Linked DNA regions of Gossypium arboreum: all the other regions are linked to region 2. A link is a contact called in public Hi-C data. All regions are on one chromosome and are shown on one strand. Each heading gives the region's core, a stretch centred on a gene start, on an enhancer-like site or on the middle of the called end of the contact. The rest is flanking DNA. Distances are from core to core; before and after follow the strand shown. Region 1 holds the start of LOC108489633 (G-type lectin S-receptor-like serine/threonine-protein kinase SD2-5). Region 2 holds the start of LOC108488796 (glucan endo-1,3-beta-glucosidase 14-like). Region 3 overlaps LOC108489044 (pre-mRNA-processing-splicing factor 8A).

Evidence for each region. Hi-C and Micro-C count contacts between places; a contact is called where the count stands out from the background.
Region 1: a contact with region 2 is called in a Hi-C map of leaf, with 5 times the contacts expected there. The contact joins the promoter of LOC108489633 here to the promoter of LOC108488796 in region 2. A contact is called at or near these places in 3 of 5 Hi-C or Micro-C datasets (all in leaf).
Region 3: a Hi-C map of leaf shows a contact between it and region 2, with 4 times the contacts expected there. The contact joins the enhancer-like site here to the promoter of LOC108488796 in region 2. A contact is called at or near these places in 2 of 5 Hi-C or Micro-C datasets (both in leaf).

The regions. Positions count from the first base shown.
Region 1 is chr10:10,666,748-10,671,218 of ASM2569848v2, reverse strand. It overlaps LOC108489633 (G-type lectin S-receptor-like serine/threonine-protein kinase SD2-5), which reads left to right and starts at 1,950. Exons shown (of 2, transcript XM_017794307.2): 1 at 1,950-2,280; 2 at 2,727-4,471. The coding sequence starts at 2,732.
Region 2 is chr10:10,803,226-10,808,068 of ASM2569848v2, reverse strand. LOC108488796 (glucan endo-1,3-beta-glucosidase 14-like) reads right to left here and starts at 1,746. Exons shown (of 3, transcript XM_017793083.2): 1 at 1,565-1,746; 2 at 280-1,319; 3 at 1-172. The coding sequence starts at 1,661. The coding sequence ends at 98. LOC108489439 (methyl-CpG-binding domain-containing protein 11) reads right to left here. Exons shown (of 3, transcript XM_017793993.2): 3 at 2,563-3,809. The coding sequence ends at 2,880.
Region 3 is chr10:11,028,408-11,032,748 of ASM2569848v2, reverse strand. It overlaps LOC108489044 (pre-mRNA-processing-splicing factor 8A), which reads left to right. Exons shown (of 23, transcript XM_017793283.2): 19 at 1-156; 20 at 282-479; 21 at 578-856; 22 at 986-1,228; 23 at 1,316-1,848. The coding sequence ends at 1,507. Among protein-coding and RNA genes, the nearest start is that of LOC108489044, 12 kb to the left of the region's middle. Within about 2 kb of position 1,603, at least 2 of the 2 cell types and tissues checked have an H3K27ac peak or open chromatin away from gene starts, as enhancers often do. A contact at or near this core is called in leaf, where this site is marked.

The DNA of each region.
Region 1 (4,471 bases), core at 701-3,200, 140 kb after region 2:
TTTCAATAAATGACATCTGATGCACATTCGATTAAATTGTTTATGTACATGTCCAAAATCCGATCTTTGATTTGAGTATATAAACATAAAAATTAAGAATGTTGACAGTATAATAATTGATTATTTAAAATTAAATAATTTAATAATTTTTTTTTACCATTTGTAATTGAACGTCAGAGATATGTTAGTCATCCAAAAGAATAATTTGATTTGTCATTTTAAAAATTATAAGGAATAAAATAAAATTGAAAAGAATAAGATTCAGAGAAAGATTTAAAAATATAACTGAGAATTGAAGATTGAGAATTAAGTACTGAGTTGAAAAGAATGAAGTTTGAAGGAGTTTATACAAGAAAAATTACGGCTATTGGAGCTCTTGTAGCTGTTGAAAAAGTTACTGTTGAAAGGAAAATGCATCTTACAAGGCACATTTTCACTGATGTGGAAGTGAAAACATGTCTTATAGGACTCATTTTTATTCTCTCCTAAAAGCACGTTCTATCAGATGCGTTTTCACTGATGTCTGTAGGACACATTTTTCTTTCTCTCTTAAAAAACAACGTGGATTGGTAATAATATTAATGCTTTATTACTTATATTTTATATCATTATTTCACATGCATTCATATATTACATGTCACACTTTATAATTGTTACATTTTTTTAATATTAATGTCTCGTTTGATTAGTTGTGTAATAATATGAGAAAAAACTTATTTGTTATATATGTATTATAGTAATTTGACATAAAATAATAAAAATTAGTACAATATTAAAATTAAAATTAAAAAAATAGTAAAATCTCTTATAAAAATAACAAATAAGTCTACTTCCAAATAAGCAAAAAAATTTAATTTATTTGCTAAAAATAAATAATAAAATTGCTAAATATTAAAATATACATAAATAATAATAATTCAACCAAACATAGTATAATTGTTTTAAAACTATTGCATAGTTCTTTTCTTTTTAAAGCACTTTTTAATATCCATATATTTTAATTATGTGTTCTATTTTTAAAATGTAAAAAGTAAAAATATTTTTATATATATTGTTTAAGATGGAACTAAATTTCTCAAACTTCTAATTAATTAAATTGGAGCAACATTATGCTTTGAAAATCAATAATAATATCAATTAAGTTAATACTTAGATAATAAATAATTTTATTTTCAATATATGTAACTATTAAGGAGTTGAGTTTTGGACCTTCAATAGAAGGTATTATCTCACTCGGGGTTTTGGACCTCACTTGGAGAGCGCTTCGGTTGATAGTTAATATAGATACGATTTGTAAGCTCATTGAAAAGGTGTCAGTATAGTTATGAAAAGTGCACTTGGTTGGTATAGGGTATGCTAAGGTAAGACATATGAGACGTTGATTGATGGTTCAATCCTCGCATAAACACTTTCTATAATTAATTTCTAATATTTTTGACATATTTCATGTAAATTTACCGTTCGTATCTACATCAATCATCAACCGATACACTTTTCTGAATAGAAAATAAAACCTCCTAATAAGACAATACTTTACGTTGAAGGTTTGAGTCCGAACTCCCCAAACCGTAAATCATATATCATTTTATTAGCTGCATTCATTAAATCAAAGACTGCACTCATCAAATCAAATATCTCTTTTTCGTAAAAAAATAATTTTATTAGTTGCAGAAGAAAGTAGAACTAGAAATGTTTCAAAACAAATAATAAATATACAAGTTAATAGTAGATTAATTCAATTAATGAAATTTAGAAAATATAAAATATAAAATTAATCAAATTATTTATATAACTATTTTAAATTAACTTTAAATTATTTTAAAAAATTACTTGCATTTTTATCAACAAGAAATTTATTTCCTAAATGTTTTAAAAAGGGTATTTATTATTGACTGTATTTCTACATGGTGTAAAACATACAACAACCGGAAGCAATTAGAAAACAGTACTAAAAACCCATATTCCACATGATACATTTAAAGCAGTAAAAGAGATAAACAGGAAGGAAACATGGTTGGTATTCATTTTCCACAAAAAAAAAAAAAAAAAAAAAGATTTTACTTTAATTTCCAGCTTGCTTCAAGCTTATGCTTTTTCAAGTCAAGAAAGGGAAAGACAGGTGCCCAACATTGCCTTACCTGCTCCAGCTGCTTCTTGGACTGAACCAAAACAAGGGTCATTAATGTCTCTTTCTCCTGCTCTGGCTCATCTTTCTTTACCCTCTTCATCAACCATCAAAGCTTATTTGAAAGCTCTTCTTATGGATATCTAACCCTGTTTGTAAGTTATAATTTTTCACAGTGAAAACCCCATCATTTGACAACTTAATATGCTCTTTACATTTCCAGTTTATTTCCAGAATGGTTGGATAATTTGCACGGTGAAATAAATCAAGCTTGTAGTTGGACACTCCTTTGGTATTTAGACAGTTTAGCTTGCTTTCTCTTCAAACTTTCTTGTATTTGTTTACAGAATTGAAGACTTCATGCAACTAGGCAGAAAAACTGTTTTCTCACTGTTACAATTCTATCTTGTGGGATATATAACCAAAAACCTAAAGAAACTTTTTTTTCTTCCCTTTTTTGGTTAGTTTTTGGTAGATTTTTTCCTTTAACTCTAACCAGTCTTTCTTGTAGCTTGAGCAAAAGCTTCAACTTTTTAGAATCTTTGCCTGATATTTTGAATACTACATAGCAAACTTGACGCTGATCAACTTGTATTTACAGGAATTATGGGTTTGTTCAAAGTTAGAACCTTGTGTTTCGGTCTACTTTTGGCCTTCAAAATCTGTATTGCTGCAGATCAACTTGTTGGCCGGTTATATCCAGGATTCCAAGCATCTCAGATGCAATGGGTGGAACATGATGGCAGGTTCCTCTTATCCAAAAATAAAATATTTGGTTTTGGCTTCTATACTGCCTTGGATGCTCAAAGTTTTGTCTTGGTGGTCATTCATGTTCAAGCTTCCCAAGTTGTTTGGACTGCTAATAGAGGAGGCTTGTTGGTAGAAAAATCTGATAAGTTTGTATTTGATAGCAATGGAAATGTATACTTGGAAAGAGGAGATAGGTTTGCTTGGGCCACAAACACTACCGGAGAAAGGGCGACATCTCTGGAATTGCTGGATTCAGGTAACTTGGTACTTCTTGGGGACAATGGAAGAACTCTTTGGCAGAGTTTTAGCCATCCCACTGATACCCTTTTATCTGGCCAGGATTTTGTGGAAGGAATGAGACTCAAAAGTTTTCCCCGAAGGAAAAAGAGTGATTATCTTGAATTTGAGTCTGGGGATTTGGTCTTATACACAGGGTTTCAGATTCCGCAAACTTATTGGTCTTTGTTACACGAAATCAAGACAACCGGTAAGAATTTTACTGGCACAGTTTATTCTGCAGTTTTAGTATTCAACTCATGGAACTTTTATGATCACAATAAAGTGTTGATATGGCAGTTCAACTTCTCTCAGAATTCTGATATGAATGTCACATGGGCTGCCAAATTAGGATCAGATGGAGCAATTGTGTTCTATAATCTTCATCAGGGAAGAAGAGTAATTGCTGAGGCAAAAAAGATACCCCAAAACCCCTGCAACATTCCCGAGACTTGTCCCCCATTTATGGTGTGCTATTTTGACACTGTGTGTCAATGTCCTAAACAACTTCTTGCGCAAAGCGATTGCAGTCCACCAATAACCTCCACCTGTAATTCAGCAGATCTACTCTATGTTGGTGAGATGCTTGATTATTCTGTGCTTGAGTTTGTCAAACCCTATATGAACGCCGACATAAATGCTTGCAAGAAAGCTTGCATGGGAACGTGCTCTTGTTCTGCATTATTCTTTGAAAACAGCACAGGGAATTGCTTTTTGTTTGATCAAATTGGAGGTCTGAAGCGTGCTGAGGTGGGTTCTAGTGGTTTTGTTTCATTTTTGAAGGTCTCAAGGAATGAAAGTGGCTGGCAAAATCATGCTAAAGGAAGCACAAATGAAGCTAAGCATATTATATTTCTTGTGATAATAGTAACAGCAACGATTCTGGTTATTGCTGGTCTACTTTATGTAGGATTCTATTATTACCGGAGACAGAAGAGATTGCTTGAATATCCTACAGAAAACTCGGAGGACGATACTTTCCTGGACAGTTTTTCAGGGATGCCTGTTCGTTACACTTATCGTGAACTTTGTAAGGCAACTAAAAACTTCTCTATAAAGGTTGGCCAAGGAGGATTTGGCTCAGTCTACCAAGGTGAGATGCCAGATGGCACCCAATTGGCTGTTAAAAAATTGGAGAGCATAGGACAAGGAAAGAAGGAGTTCAGAGCTGAAGTTAGAATCATTGGAAGTATCCATCATGTGCACCTGGTCAAGCTCAAAGGTTTCTGCTCTGAGGGTGTTCATCGGCTTCTTGTCTACGAGTTCATGGGCAAAAGATCTCTAGATAAATGGATATTCAAGAACAAAGAAGAAAGTAGC
Region 2 (4,843 bases), core at 497-2,996:
AGAAATAGAAGTTTTATTGTTGAATCAACTTGGTCCGATAAGAACTTCCCTATACAAAGAATCCAAAGTTAGTAAATAATGTAGATAATCCTAAAGACTAGAGTAAAACAACAGCCCAAGCCGTGGAAACCAATAAATAAGACCATCTTAACCAACCCTGCCCCGCAATTTCCTGCAAACAAAACCAATGTTGACAAAATTAACTACACAAAATCAACAACAGTAATCATATTCAAATGGAATATTATGAGATAGGCAATGAAGAAAAGCAAAGCATACCTTAAAAGAGACAAGTATGGAGGGTGGTGCTGCAGAAGGCACCAGTCCAGTGAACCCTACATCATACGAAATGCTTCCATCAGGTTTGAACAATCCAAAGTTTCTCTCGGATGTTGGCCCAGGCTTTAAATTTTCATTGAACAATGCAAAAACATAAGCCTTGATCACCATCTTTGGCCTAAATGGGGTTCCCTTCTTCTTAGCCAACAGTTTACGCAGGTTCCGGTTGTAAGTCCTTGCGTTCTTCACGTTTGCACCAGCTTCATCAGGATCCCCACGCGAAGCCCATCCGGTTTCAGAAACAATGACTTGCATCTTGCTGAAACCAGCTTTGTCCAATGCTGCATAGGCTGCATCTACCTGAGCTTCAAACATGTTATCATAATGTAGCTTCGTTTTTGCATCGTAAATCCCACGATTATCTTTGAATAATGCGTAGTTAATGTCGATGTGTTGAGGGTCATTCTTGTAGGCTAGGAACGGATATGCGTTTATATAAAACGGAGAGCCTATCTGTGAGAAAAACTCCAATAGTGGCTTCATGAATGGAGCAACATCGGGTCTGAAGATGCAAGCTGATGGTGGGAAAGAATTGGCAAATACAGCTTCTGAATGTGGACTTGAAACCTCAACAGTATGCTGTAAACCCAATCTGTAAAGAGCACTATAAACATTCTTTGCTGCTGGTAATAAGACCTCCCAAAGTTCTATAGTTGTCCCTCCCAATATCTCATTGCCGACGGCTATTCCTCGGATTCGAGTATCGGGAAGGAATGCCTGTACGTTTTCTTGTACCCAATTCATGGCACGGTCCTCACCTATACTTATTTCTTTTAAATATTCATTGGGAAGTCCAATTATAATTTCTATACCGGACCCTTTAAAGGCCTGGAGAACTCCGTGATCTGCGTCGTAGATACGAATGTGGTTTATCTTTGCAGCTTTTAGAAGAGTCACCACGCTTTCTGGTTGTGGTAGGTTGTTTGCTATTCTGCCATAGTTTACTCCATAGGTCCATGTGACTGAATGTTTAGCTGAAACTGCATGATCACACACATCACCAATAATATATGTGCTTTAATTAGACATGGCCAATAATACATAGTCATTGAAAGGCAGAGTAATTCATCAACTCAGCATGCAGCCAAACTTATAATGGATTAAAGCAAAGCAGCCATATTGATGAAAAAATGGGATTTTTTTCTTTTTTAATTTTTTTTATGGTGTATTACATATGCAATAAGTATCAGCAAAAAGAAAAGACACAATAACGAAAGGTGCATACCAGGAGAGAATATGACAGAGAAGATTAGGAAGAGCCAGAGAAAGAAAGAAGAACCCATATGAAATGTAGGAAGATAAACGGAGGATGTGCATTCCATTTGTAGAAAAGAGGTGGGGTTGGTCCAGTCTTTGATGACTTAAAAACTATAGCAAAAAGAAAGGCAAGACTTGTTAATGCAGGCATGTCACAAAAACCACCCAAGAAAATATTCTTAAACCTTATTTAAAGATGATGTACCAAAAAGGCTTTAGAAATAAAGAAGAGGAAGAAGATTCTTAACCTTAACCCAAAGCTCAATAAAAAAAAAAAAACTAAAAGATTCTTACTTTCAAAGTATGCCTTTTCTGCAACTTTCTATTCTTGGGGGGTTGTCCATAAACAAATGACACTGTTACTCGTAAAAAGTACATGAGCCCCTCGTGTATGCAGGTGGATAGTTGAATAATTTTTATGTATACCTTTCTTGGGATATGAGGAGAAGTGAAACATTGGTTAATGATGGAAATAAGTTTGGCTTTTGCTTGTTGCTTTTGCATTATAGAAGAGGTGGCATGATTATTAAGCTACTTAATCAAGCTTGGTGAGGACACAGTTTTGTAGGTTAACGAAAAGCCTACAGTGCATATTCCATTGATCATTACAACGATTATATTCATATGGGAAAACCCTTTGAATAAAGAAAAATATAGTTCTTATTTAACAGTCTTAAAAATCATTGGCAAAACACCTTCGATTATTGCTTTGAAAACTCCGCAGCATGTGCATACCCAGCAAAGATGGAAGATGCTCATGAAGGAGAGCTATCAATGTTGCCTTTGAACTCCAAATAATTATGTAAACAGATCATGAGAGCGACCAATGTCATGCAAATGAAACACCTACCTACATGCTTTATCCAGGGGTTAAAAAGCTGCACGTTAAGCAAGGGCACGACGGTTCCATGCACCAGGAACCATGCAATGGTTCCAAAGTTATAACAGAGAAAAAACACCAGCATATTGTGTCAACAACATATCAAGCATACACAGTGCAGTTAATCAATCACATAACATGTAATGTTCGATCTGAGACTTGAGCCATTAACCATAAATCACGAGTTTCATGTGCCTACAATCTAAGTTCTACACAATGTAACAAAAGCTGCAACGTTCAAACCTACTTCTTACAGGGATACAGGTTGATTGCTATCCCACTAACAAACAAATCTAGCAGAAACATCATTAATGTTACAGTCATCCATGGAATCATCATAGAGGTTACAGGCAAATACAATAAACTAGAATACCACAGGGTGGCTAGGATACTGGTTGTCATATTAGTTGCTTGCAGGCGCAGATCCTGTAGGTTGTGGGGTATCAGCTTGCCCACCTTCTTTAACCTTACCATTTTCAATCACCTCCGCATCTACTGCCTTGCCTTTGTCCTCGACCTCAACACTACCCTTGCCAGCCACCTCCTGTAAACCTTGTGTCTCTTTGGCTTCTCCCTCAGATACAGGGACTGCTCCATTTGGATTCTCTTTCTCCACTCCCCCATTAGCTTCCAATGTCACAGTTTCTGGGTTTTCTGGTTGTTTCTCACATGTACCATTCTCTTTCTCTGCCTGAGTTTGTGGCACCTTTTCAGTAGGGGCTTCCTCTTCTTTTGCAGTTTGAGTCCCATCTATGCAACTAGCTTCTGCAGGTTTCTCTTGAACCTCCATTGCAGTTGGTGTTTCTTCGGTACCAGCAGTCTCTTCTTTTTTGCCAGCCTCTGCAGTTTCTGGTACCTTAACATCTGTACCAGCTTCCTCCATCTTGGTGTCAGCATGCCCAGTCTGGTCTGCCACTTCTGTTTTAACTCCATCCTGAACCTGAGTTTCGATGGAAGTATCTTTTTCTCTTTCAGCTTCCGCAGTTTCCTTTTCAGTGGTTGGTGCATCTTCCTTTTCATTTTCTTTCTCACCTTCGGATTTTTCGGGAACAGCCTCTGTTTCCTTGTTTTCCTTCTTTGCACTCAACGATTTTCGGCCTCGCTTCTTTGGGGGTTCCTTTTCTGGTGTTGGAGTAGCCTTGGCCTTTTCACTGATCCTTGCTGATCTTCTAGGGGTCTCACCGGTACCCCAATCAAACTCCGTTATTGGAGGATTACCAGGGTGTGATTTTAGATATTGCTCCAACTGTTTCCTGCTACTAATCTCCTCCCCAGTTGGTGCAATGAACATGATCTCAGTCTTCCTGGGTGAACCGACTTTCTTGGGAAAAAACTGTAAAAAAAAACCAGAAAGACATTTTATACAAGTATACTACAGCCAAATAAATTAAAGAAGAAGCACAATAACATGAACACTGAAATATGCAATTCAAAATGTATCATAATCCATCTGCATGTTTGAGATCATACAAAACAAGTAGAAGGCACAAAGTAATTGCCGATCTATATGTAGTCAAGACCTAAGTTGTTAAGGGAATGTTTAATTTCTGCCAAAGGGCCATGCCAAATAATTCAATGACATCAACAAATTTAAATACTTAAAAGCAAAAAATACTAACATCGGAATGATCATGAAACAATTCAACGCTGATCAAGCAGAGGACTACTAGACACAAAGTAAAAGAAAAGTTTGTACAGTGTCTACACACACGGAGAGAGGAAAGCAATATTACTAAAATTTGGACATTTCTTTCTTTATGAGAAAAAGTTTAGGTATGGGGAGGTTATCTAGTCTGAGTCGGGGCATGCCACTGGTTTAACAAAAACTGAAACTGGTATTTATAGATTACTCACCAAATAGAATTACTGGTGAGACTTAAACCTGGGGCTTGCCACGGTGCTAAAATAAACTGAATCAACTCATGCTGGTAAATTCGGACATTTCAATCCACTGCAGTTTTTAGGATATTCCAGACCATATAATTAAGTGGTTTATCAGCAACGTTCAGCCCTTTCCTCATGTTTTAATTCCCTGTATGTAAATACTAAATCTAGCCGTACTCAAAATCAAATAATGTAGGGATTATAATTTGCTTCAATTGATTCATGCAGTAGGATTCAAATTTCAATTGATTCATGCAGCAAGATTTGAATTTGAGATGATACTATACCATGTACCAACCAAGTCATTGTAAGAAAACAAAATGACACTTATCAATCACCATTAACATGATAAATATGCTTTTTCTTGGCTTGAAAGTTGTACTACAAAAGAGGAAACTGATAGAAGAACCCTACAGGTTTGCCTAATTTTATGCACAGATCCTTAACAGATAAGGGTTAGCCTGTTTCCCAAAAACCAGGGCC
Region 3 (4,341 bases), core at 354-2,853, 220 kb before region 2:
GTTGCTTTAAGAGATCTGATACTTTCCGACTATGCCAAAAAGAACAATGTGAACACATCAGCCCTGACACAGTCTGAGATTCGTGACATCATCCTTGGAGCTGAGATTACTCCGCCCTCTCAACAGAGGCAGCAGATAGCAGAGATTGAGAAACAGGTTATGCTTCTGTTTGTCTTACTATATACATTGCTGATTTAATTTGCTTTTATTATTTTATTTTTAATAAAATGAGAACTTTTTTACTAACTTGGAGCTATTACGTTTTGAACTGACATTTTCAGGCGAAGGAGGCAAGCCAGCTAACAGCTGTGACAACTAGGACTACAAACGTGCATGGAGATGAGCTCATTGTCACCACCACAAGTCCCTATGAACAAGCAGCATTTGGGTCCAAGACGGATTGGCGTGTTAGAGCAATATCAGCTACTAATCTTTATCTTCGAGTGAATCATATATATGTGAACTCAGAGGACATAAAGGTACAAATCTCGCTTATGTGAGATTATTTATCCAGAAAAATAGGACTTTTTTGAGAGTATCAGTTGGTCTTGAGGCTTATATATCTGCTAACATGCAGGAAACTGGGTACACATATATCATGCCAAAGAACATTTTAAAGAAGTTCATCTGTATAGCAGATCTCAGGACTCAAATTGCTGGATACTTGTATGGAATAAGCCCTCCTGATAATCCCCAGGTTAAGGAAATCCGATGCATTGCCATGCCACCGCAATGGGGTACTCATCAGCAAGTTAATCTTCCATCAGCTCTTCCTGAACATGATTTCTTGAATGATCTGGAGCCTTTGGGATGGCTGCACACACAGCCAAATGAGCTTCCTCAATTATCGCCACAGGTTTATATTCAGTTTATTTATTTATTGATGTTCAAATTTAATAGAATATTTCAGTGTTGTAGTTTATCATTGGAAATCAAATGCTATAAAACTAATAATTGTTCTCTTATCGTGCATATGTAAACACAGGATGTGACATCCCATTCTCGGATATTAGAGAACAACAAACAGTGGGATGGAGAGAAGTGCATAATCTTGACATGCAGTTTCACTCCCGGTTCTTGCTCATTAACAGCCTACAAGCTTACCCCAAGTGGTTATGAGTGGGGACGGGTTAACAAAGATACAGGAAGCAACCCTCATGGTTACCTCCCAACGCATTATGAGAAGGTGCAGATGCTCCTAAGTGATCGGTTCCTTGGATTTTATATGGTAAGAGCATCCATCCCATTGGCTAGTGTTGTTGAACTACTAACCTTAATGTTATTGTTCTGAATTGTGTTGAATTTTGGTTGATAGATACCTGACAATGGTCCGTGGAATTACAATTTCATGGGAGTGAAGCATACAGTGAGCATGAAATACGGGGTGAAGCTGGGGACACCGAAAGAGTACTACAATGAGGAGCATAGGCCGACACATTTCCTGGAGTTCAGCAACTTGGAAGAAGGTGAAACTGTGGAAGGAGATCGGGAGGATACTTTTACTTAAATCCCTAAATCTGTTTTTACCAAAGACTCCAAATTCTACTATGTATGGAATGAAGGGAAAAAAATACTTGCATTGCATAGTTGCATGTACTAAATCCCAATCGTAAGAATGTTTTTTGGAGTTGTAAATACGAGTAAGAACTAGGATTTGAATACGATCACCTCAAATGTTGGGTTAAACACAATATGTGCCCAAGAAGCTCTGCTCAGGTTAGGTTTCAATAGTAACAGACTTATTTGCTTTAAATTCAACTCAATTTTATTTTATTCGAATATGTTTAATTATAATTTTATAACTGGATTTTTGGATATACAAAAATACACTTTGGTATTGGTAGGTAATATCGTTTTTGTTCTGTTACCGGTACACGCGTGTTTAAATGTACCAAAAAGTTTATGCGTATTTTTAGAATATGTATTTGTAGTTTAAATTTTAGTTTGTTAAAAACTGATGTTATTATACATGCATGTATACATAGAAGTATATTTATATACACAAATATATTTCAAAACTATTAATTAGTTTCAATTATATTTTAAATATAATTATAAGATAAAAATGGTTAAGTTAATAAAATTTAAAACAGTTGAAACATCAAAATATTAGTTGGTAAAAACAGAATTTAGACTAATTGATACTAATTTCTACTGTTAATATCAATATCTATAGCATCAATGAGCTTCTTAAATTTGAGATCTGGTGACACAACTTCAATTAAAGTGCGGATCTTTAATTGCAAAAAAAATATTGAGTTCAATATTATTCAAACATTTTGAATTATGTCAAAATATTAAATTAAAATTTCAATCTTATCTTTAAGTGTATCTTAAAATACCTTATTTCAAGTTATGATTAGTTTGGTTTCCTAGCTAGCGTTGGAACCAACAAGGTCCAGTGCTTCATTCCACCCATTTAAAACTTTTACTTTGATTCTCTCACAGTCAAAATTTGGTCCAATCCAAAATGTCAACAATACTATTGTTGTTTCTTAATTGCAATTAATATTTTAATATCAATAGTTCTAATTTTCGAATTTATAAACCAAGTCTTGGAAAGCAACCTTTTCTTTTAATTGCGACCTTACGTTTTACTCTTGACAGAATTGTTACGGAAATTTTAAATTAGGTGGACTGAAAATAAACTCACGTAAATATTTTTTTTGAATATATATTTTCTAAGTTATTTTAATCAAAATTAATTATTAATAATTATATTTATAATTAGTAAGTTTGGAACAACTTTAAATCTTTTATAAATTCAAATTGAATTTGGAGTAAAATTCTTATTTTAACTTTAATCTTTTAAATCATCTATACTTTAAATTTTTAAATTCAAATCTTAATAAAATAAATTAATTTCAAATATTTTATTTTTCCAATCAAAATAATTTATATACATCAAAATCAAAATTTAAAGTTAAATTTTCAAAGGAATCTTAAAAGAAATTTTTTAAAAGTGTTACAAGTACAATCAAAATACAAATACATGTCGGAAAATCACAAGTATCAAACTAATACAATATGAACTGTCCGAGAGATCATAATGTAGTATTAAACTATTACAATACAAGCGGAATAAGAGCCAATACACTCTAGACTAAGGCCAACAAACTAAACTAACTGGATTAAAATCTACATATGACAACTGACATTCAAAAATCCACACATATAATTATGTAAATTTCAAACCTAAGTACTTACATAAATTTTTTATTAAAAAAAAACAGTTTAAAGATATAAATTTAAAAATTTAAAATTGAATTTTCAAAGATTTTCTTATTTAAGAAAAAAGGTATTTTAAAATACCTTAATTTCATTTGTATAATTTCCTTTCTATTTCATTTCCTTACCGACCTTCGAACCTTGATAAGGTTATGGTGCGGGAACACAACCTAACCAACAAGATCCAGAAGAGCCAGTGCTTGCTTTCACCCATCAATTATTTTATATGATCTTGTACCGTCACACAGCCCAATCTCAAAATACCAACAAATACTATTCTTGTTTTTTAATATCAAATTTACTTTTAAGCAGTAAATCAAGTTTTTCCAAATTGATAGACCAACTCTTGAAATGCAATTATTTTTATTTCTTACTTTTCTTATTAAATTGGGTAGACTTAAAATAATGATTTGGTATTTATTATCTCATGTACCCCATGTATACATATAGGTAAATTATATCACATGTCATTCAATTACGAGTCTTTTATCACCCATTTATTTATTTATTTATTTTTGTCATTTAATTATAAGTCTTTTTTAAAAATTTAGTTATCTAACTAATCTAGATAGTTTTTTTATCCATTTTTGTTAATTGCACTAATGGGAGGGTGATGTGGTAGTTAAAAATCTGTATAATAACAAATTTAGTTCTCAAATATTACATATTATATCGATTTAGTAAAAATTTTAAAAATTTAACGCTCAAAATTTAAAAATGATCTCAATTTGATCCTAATTTTAGAAAAATTAAAGAAATATATAAAAATAAATAAATATTTTCAAAAAATAAAATAATAAATTTAAAAATATATATAAAAAAATGATTGCTAACAAGATATAATAATATATAAAATTTTAAAATATATAAAAATACATACATATTTTTTAAAAATATAATAATAAATTTAAATTTTATATTAATAAAAAAAAATCCTTCCCCACCATCCCTCTCCTCCCTCAAAATCGAAAAGCTCCACGAACTCTTGGCTTGTGTCGTCATTAGAATTCGCCGACGAGGGTTTCATCAAAGAAAGAGCGAAAGAATCCTTAGGCATCGTTGTGTAAATTTTAGTCCACAACTCAAATCGGTTCACTAGTGGTGTTTTCGATA